Regions from separate parts of the Sus scrofa genome. Here region 2 is linked to region 1. A link is a contact called in public HiChIP or PLAC-seq data. All regions are on one chromosome and are shown on one strand. Each heading gives the region's core, a stretch centred on a gene start, on an enhancer-like site or on the middle of the called end of the contact. The rest is flanking DNA. Distances are from core to core; before and after follow the strand shown.

What was found. HiChIP or PLAC-seq counts read pairs in DNA pulled down with a chosen protein or histone mark.
Region 2: an H3K27ac HiChIP or PLAC-seq map of alveolar macrophages shows a contact between it and region 1. The contact joins the promoter of LOC110257894 here to the promoter of LOC110257883 in region 1. A contact is called at or near these places in 1 of 47 Hi-C or Micro-C datasets (embryonic fibroblasts) and 1 of 2 datasets of contacts at active chromatin or transcription factors (alveolar macrophages).

The regions. Positions count from the first base shown.
Region 1 is chrY:39,580,777-39,583,931 of Sscrofa11.1, reverse strand. LOC110257883 (lysine-specific demethylase 5D-like) reads right to left here and starts at 1,679. Exons shown (of 30, transcript XM_021080883.1): 1 at 1,261-1,679; 2 at 968-1,136. The coding sequence starts at 1,117.
Region 2 is chrY:39,788,851-39,792,005 of Sscrofa11.1, reverse strand. LOC110257894 (gamma-taxilin-like) reads right to left here and starts at 1,445. Exons shown (of 10, transcript XM_021080891.1): 1 at 1,257-1,445.

The DNA of each region.
Region 1 (3,155 bases), core at 430-2,929:
ACTGCAGGGGGGAAAAAAAGAGTTCTCTGTGGTATAACTCCTCCAAAAGAAGACAAAAAACAAAACAAAATCCCAAACTGCCACAATCTGAGGCATAAAAGCTGACTTTAAAACAAATAAGAGAGAAAAGTTATGAGAAAGATTGTTAATGAAATGAAGATAAAGCCAATATGGATAAGAAACTGTTTAGCTTTCAAGATCAGAACATTATGTTTTCCTATTCTTTGCAGTGTATCAAAGAAGAGTAGATAAATTACTACTATGGGGGGTGGGGGACAACATTCAAACAGAAAGAAAATAATGCTGTCAGGCTGAAGATGAACAGCATGTTGCACAGTAAGTGGACATATAACCTCGACATTGTGTTAGTTGTTTAGTATACACTGTTAATAAGCTATTTCAGTTTGCATACAGAATTCAGGCAAACAAAACAGCATTACAAATGTGCAGTTTTCTGTATACCATAGCAAGAGGGAAGGCCTCCAAACGAAATAAGAGCACTTTAACTGGTGGTAGGGAGTCACACTGGCTAGTATTTTAAAGTATCATTTTTACAGACATGGCACAAGATGCACCAGAAAATGAAAACCACGAAGGCCCGGTAGCATGAATTCACGTAACTTCTTAAGACCTTCAGTTACATCTGAAATACTTCTAAATACATTAAAACGTCCTTCAAGGCAAGTATAAAAGACAAATAGTACAAAAAGTCCTAATTTTCGCAAAGCCCAGAACCAAAATTTAATCGGCTCTTTTTGCTATTAAAATACATATTTATTAGTTCATGGGGTCTGCCAACAGTAAGTTTTCAGACTACATGTTTTGGTAAGACATTTACAACATAAAAAATTAGCAGCTACGTAGAGGATTCACTTAATTTTAAAGTAAGGGCTTGTTAACACAGCAAACTGACCCTGCGCTCAATATAAAAAGAACTTTCACTCTAAATTTTGCATCACAGGCTTACCGCGGGTGGGCGGATCTTGCAAATACCCGACTTCTCAGCGATGGGCCTGATTTTAGCGATGTAGCCAAGCGGGTCACTGAACTCTGTCCAGGTAGGCTCGAACACCGGGCACTCCGGAGGGGGGAGGAAGTTGTACGCGCCAGGTTCCATGTTCGTTCCGAAAGCTAATCTGTAAAATACGGTTTGGTATTTTTCCAATGTTGCATAGGTCCTTCCTAGGTAAAAGCTATCTCCCAAAGACACGTTATTTTCTTCCAAACTCCAGAGTTATTTTAACCTAAGTAGCCCCTTACCAATCGTCAACGCTGCGTTTTACAACCACCATCTTGGCCTCGAGCTTTTCCGGTTCCTCTACGTACTGTCTTACTCCGCGCACGAATTCTTCAGGCGTTGCGGTTATCTCCAAATCTTAAAGATGTTCTGAATGCCAAGAAAAAGTTTAGATTGGAGGAGTCATTTCACTACCATAAAGTCAACATGCGCTAGCCTCTTGGTGTGATATTAAAAAATTCAAAAATTTTAAAGGAAACAGCCAATTACCAGGAAAGCTGCCGGATCTTTTAAAATTGTCTCTGCTGCGCATGTTACGCCCGCGCATTAGCTGACAATGTCTGCAAGCAGGTTTTCTTTGGGAAGGATTTCTTCCAAAAATCCAACGCTATGCTCCGCCTTCTCCTTAACTCTGGAAACCCTGAGGACTGGAATGCGAGAACTAAAACATGTTTCTGGAACCTTAGTACATTATCAGTTACGTGTCTGACATTAGCTTAATAGGTAGTTAACCCGTAAACGATTTTACAGTGCTCAAACAGTATAAATTATCTTCATGAACATTGCTCAGTCACGACACGTCTTCTGCGCACATTTTTAACTACTGGATTTTTGCAAAAGGAATTTTTTTCCTTCATGACCAAAAAAAAAAAAAAAAAAAAAAACTCAAAGCCAGAAAAGAACTTCTAAATGTTTTCATAAAATTTTTACCAAATATGCGAATCCTAAAAGCTATTAAGGAAGACGCTCAACTAAAAAACGATTTCAAACACAAACTGAGATAATGTCTTTACCCCTTCGTTGCAGCACTTTAAACTATCCACCCTATCAACTGAAGGAAACATGACAAAAGTTCTTAAGACTGATATGTTTACAAAGAAATAAAAACTGGTTGCTTTCTCTTAAAGCACACAGACTTCTTGAAAAAAATACACTGACCAAGTATACAAGGGTACTGAATGCTAAAGAACAAATAAAATATCTTCTCCCATTTCTCAAATTAATCCTATATTGGTAAGGAAATATAACTGCAAACTCTCATTATAAACCTCTGAAAAGCCTAGTTTTAAGGGGTTCCTGAGATCACAAAAACCTGCCGCTTTTTTTTTTGTGTTACTCTTTCACTGGATAGCATTATTATGGTCAATTTTCTTTACAAACCTTTCTTTTTTCGCAATGAATTTTATTACATTTATAGTTGTATAATGATCATCACAACCCAATTTTATAGCATGTCCATCCCAAACCCCCAGCCCATCCCTCCACCCCCAACCTGTCTTCTCCAGAAACCTCAAGTTTTTCAAAGCATGTGAGTCAGCATTGTTCTGCAAAGAAGCACTATTCACAGTAAATTAAAAGGAGAATCAACCCACTAGCCCAACAAAAGATGGATGGAATGTTTTTAAATGTGCTCACAATAGAATATATAGGTCTAAAAAGGAATGTGCAGATACATGAATAAACCTCAAAAATATTATGCTAAGAGATGACTGGAACAAATGCACACTGTGAAAGTTATAAGCTAAGTTTTTATTTAGGGAAAAATTAGGACTATAGAACAGGAGGAAGCATTTCATGTAGCTCTGAAATACCACTCCAAAGAGGAAGTGGGGGAAGGTCAGTTCATACATGATTTTGATGGAGGGGGAAGTGACTGCAACCAAGCAATCATGCTGCTAGGGTCCTGAAGCTTTCTGCTAGTCACAAGGAGAAGATGTCACCATTTAGTGATTTTTCTAGGAACAAGATATAAGAATCTCTAAAATTTTTGCAAAACTATAGTATAATATTTCAGACAGGAAACTGATATGAATATAACCCACTTATTTTGTTGTTTCATATTTATTATATATATATATATTTAATTTTATTGGAATGTAGGTGATTTACAATGTTGTGTTAGTTTCAGATGTACAGC
Region 2 (3,155 bases), core at 196-2,695, 210 kb before region 1:
CCTACGTGAGTATATGAAGCCATAATTTTGATTTGATAGAGTAAGAGGCATCCAGTTTTTTGTTTGTTTTAAACCCCCAGATACCGGAACTTTCTTCCAGAAATCATAGAGAAAAAGAAAGCTGTGAAGCATTAACACCTTCATACAGAAAAGTCACAATATCTGACGTCACAAACAGGTCAAAAAAAGTTCATTCTTGAGACTTTGCTCATACGTAAACTGGACCTTTTGAAGCTTACCTTACAGGTTAAAAAAAATATTTTATAGCTTCATACAGAAGTGAACCCTTCAATATGTTCAAAAGAACATAGAAAGAAAAAGGGTTTCTACTATGCCAGGCCCTCTGCCTGCAATTTCAACTTCAGGGCTCCCAAAACCATATACCTGTATGGATCCAGGTCGTTGTGTAAACTTTGTAATTCTACAAACTCGGCCCAGAACAAGTGGGATTTTTGCATTCTGAAGGAGATCTCGATTCTCTGCAACCAGTTAGACAAGGAAAAGCACTTTAAGCAAGACAAGTAAAGGCAGCGTTTGGGAGGAGCTCAAGCAAAAACCAAAGTCAAAGAAAAGAGGAAGGAAGATGGTTTAAAAAACAAAAAAGAAATAGACAAGTTGATGCCTAGGCATCAACTCCGCATCCCGATTGCCGAGCTTTGCTGTGGTTGGTGATGCTGAGTGGAAGCTCCAGAACCAGGCAGCTCCTAGAGGTCCGCCACTGCTACCCACTAAGAGCCCGGGGGCGAGCAGCAAAGGAAGGTATGGGAAAGGGAGGTGCATCTCAGCCTTAGTCCGCAAGCCATTATCTAACTACGCAAGAGTCCTGCCTGCTCAGCCCTAACTCACACAGCAGAGCAACCTGTATGTACACTCACCAAAACCGAAGAGGACGAGTCTTCGTCCCCAGTCTACCGAGGGTGGCGCCCCACGCAGCGAGCACTGGGACCTCGGAGGCTGGTAGAGAAGACTTCAGGCTCCCGCGAACCCCTAGGCGCCCCGTGCACGTGGTTGTCATGCCTAGGGCACTAAGGCATCCCACCCACTGGATCATAGACATGATTACCCTTCCTACGCCGTCTATTCCCCCAAGCCACGCAACCCAAACCCCACTTCCCCTCCATCACTTTATTCGAATACGGACCTCCTCCTCCCACATAAACTATACCTCCCCCACTGTCGTCACCCCCCTCAGCCCCCGGAGAAAACGCCGAATGTCTGTCCCTCGATTAAAGTAACCGAAGAGTGAACAGGCAAACCTGTACAGGTTATACTTTCCCTCACGCTCCGCCGCCGCCACCGCCACCAGAGCCTAGTGTCAACTCTGATTTGCTTTGGGTTGCGTAAGCGTCCTTCCAGCCCGGCCTCAACCATTTGCTGAGCGCCGGCTAAGCTACTTCCACCCCGCGCTGGCTACTCGCGTCGCCAAAATGTGACGAAAGCATTCAAATCCGCCAGTATGACCCGCAAGACGGAAGCTTGGAAGCTAACAAGTCCCAGAGCCAATCGCTGAAGTAGCGCTCTCCACGTGACGGGATCTGCGCAGAGAGGTCAAGAGAGATGGGGGTGGGGAGCATCGGAGGTTGGTACAGGCTTCCGGACCAAAAGGCAAAGAAAAATATCCCCGCCCTCCCACCCCTACCTAGGCTCCTCCCCGTGAGTTTGCGCAGGAGTGGATAATGAACCACCCTGTCACAAACTGTTCAATGATAGTTTACCGGCCAGGTTTGGGTTGAAGGCAGAGGGTAGCATTCTGAGAACAGGAGAGTATGATGGTGGTTGTGCTTTGCAGTTTGATGGGACTTGTAGTTTTCTATAGGCGATTTACTACTCTATGCCCGAGAGCTTTTATAAAGCATTCTACTGTTTAAAAAGGCAAAATTCAGGATCAGGTGAGAATAGTTGTACGTCCTGTTTTGCTCTTCTTCGTATGTCTTTTTAGTGGCCTTATCTCTTATTGTTCTTAAATTACCAGGGCAGTGCAGGTATACCTTGTTTTATTGTGCTTCACAGATATTTCATCTTTTTACAAATTGAAGGTTTGTGGCATTCTTGCACCCGACAAATTATTGGCACTGTTTTCCAACATAATTTGCTCTCATCTTGCCTTCTGTGATTTAAAAAAAAGTAATAATAAACAGAAACCTCAATTAAGTGGAATTACAGACTGCAAAGGAAAGCCCTCACATCTTGAGACCACACCAAAAGCCAAGTGGGAAGAAGGGAGTCCTCTTTCCTAGCGAATAGGCAACCATGAATGAAAACCTATGGACTGTTTCCCAACTTGTTTTTCCTCTCTGTAAAAGTGTCCTCCTCCTGCTATGGAGCCACTCGTGTCTCACCCATGATTGCGATTGTGAATAGCAATTCTTCACTAATGTGTGCTGAAGAAATAATGGGGTTCGACTTGCATCAGGTGAATACTCAACCAATTTCAATGTTTCTATTTTTTTTTGTGATTATCAGTGGTCAATTAGCTTTGATATTACTACTACAACTTGGTGCATACAATTATTAGCATAATTTAGCAGAAAAAAATTTTAATTAATGATCATACATTGAGTTTTAGATGTAATGGAACTGGACACTTAAGCCACAATATAGAGTAAATAAATTTAATCACAATGGGAAACAAACAAAAAATGTCTGTGACTTCCTTTAGTGCTAGCCTTACTATATTTCAATGATTTGGAATAAAACTAGCAGGATCTCTGAGGTACGTATGTACTTTGCAAAAAGCAAAAGAGTATTGGCTTTCAGAATTTGAGTTTTCTGGCTGCAACACCTGTGCAGAATTCTGCCCCTTCACCAGAACTTTGACCATTGTTTAACTGTTCAGAGATACTGTGCTTTGGGTCCAAACACTGTTCACTTTGGTTGACCTGCCTGTTGTTTACTGTAACTTTGCAGAATTCATTTATTAGCTGATGTTCCTGTTCCTTATTATCTTCTATATACAGGAGTATGTCTTGCAAATAGCAGTACTTCATCCTTTGCAAATCTGGATGCTTCCTATTACTGTTTCTCCAGAATTAGATCCTCACCTGCAGAGGCTTTTGGAGGAATGCTTCCAATGAAATAACTCTAGCCTAACTTTCCAAGGAAAAAGTAACACAACCATGATAAGAAACTAAAGGAATGACTATTTAGGCCTTTGT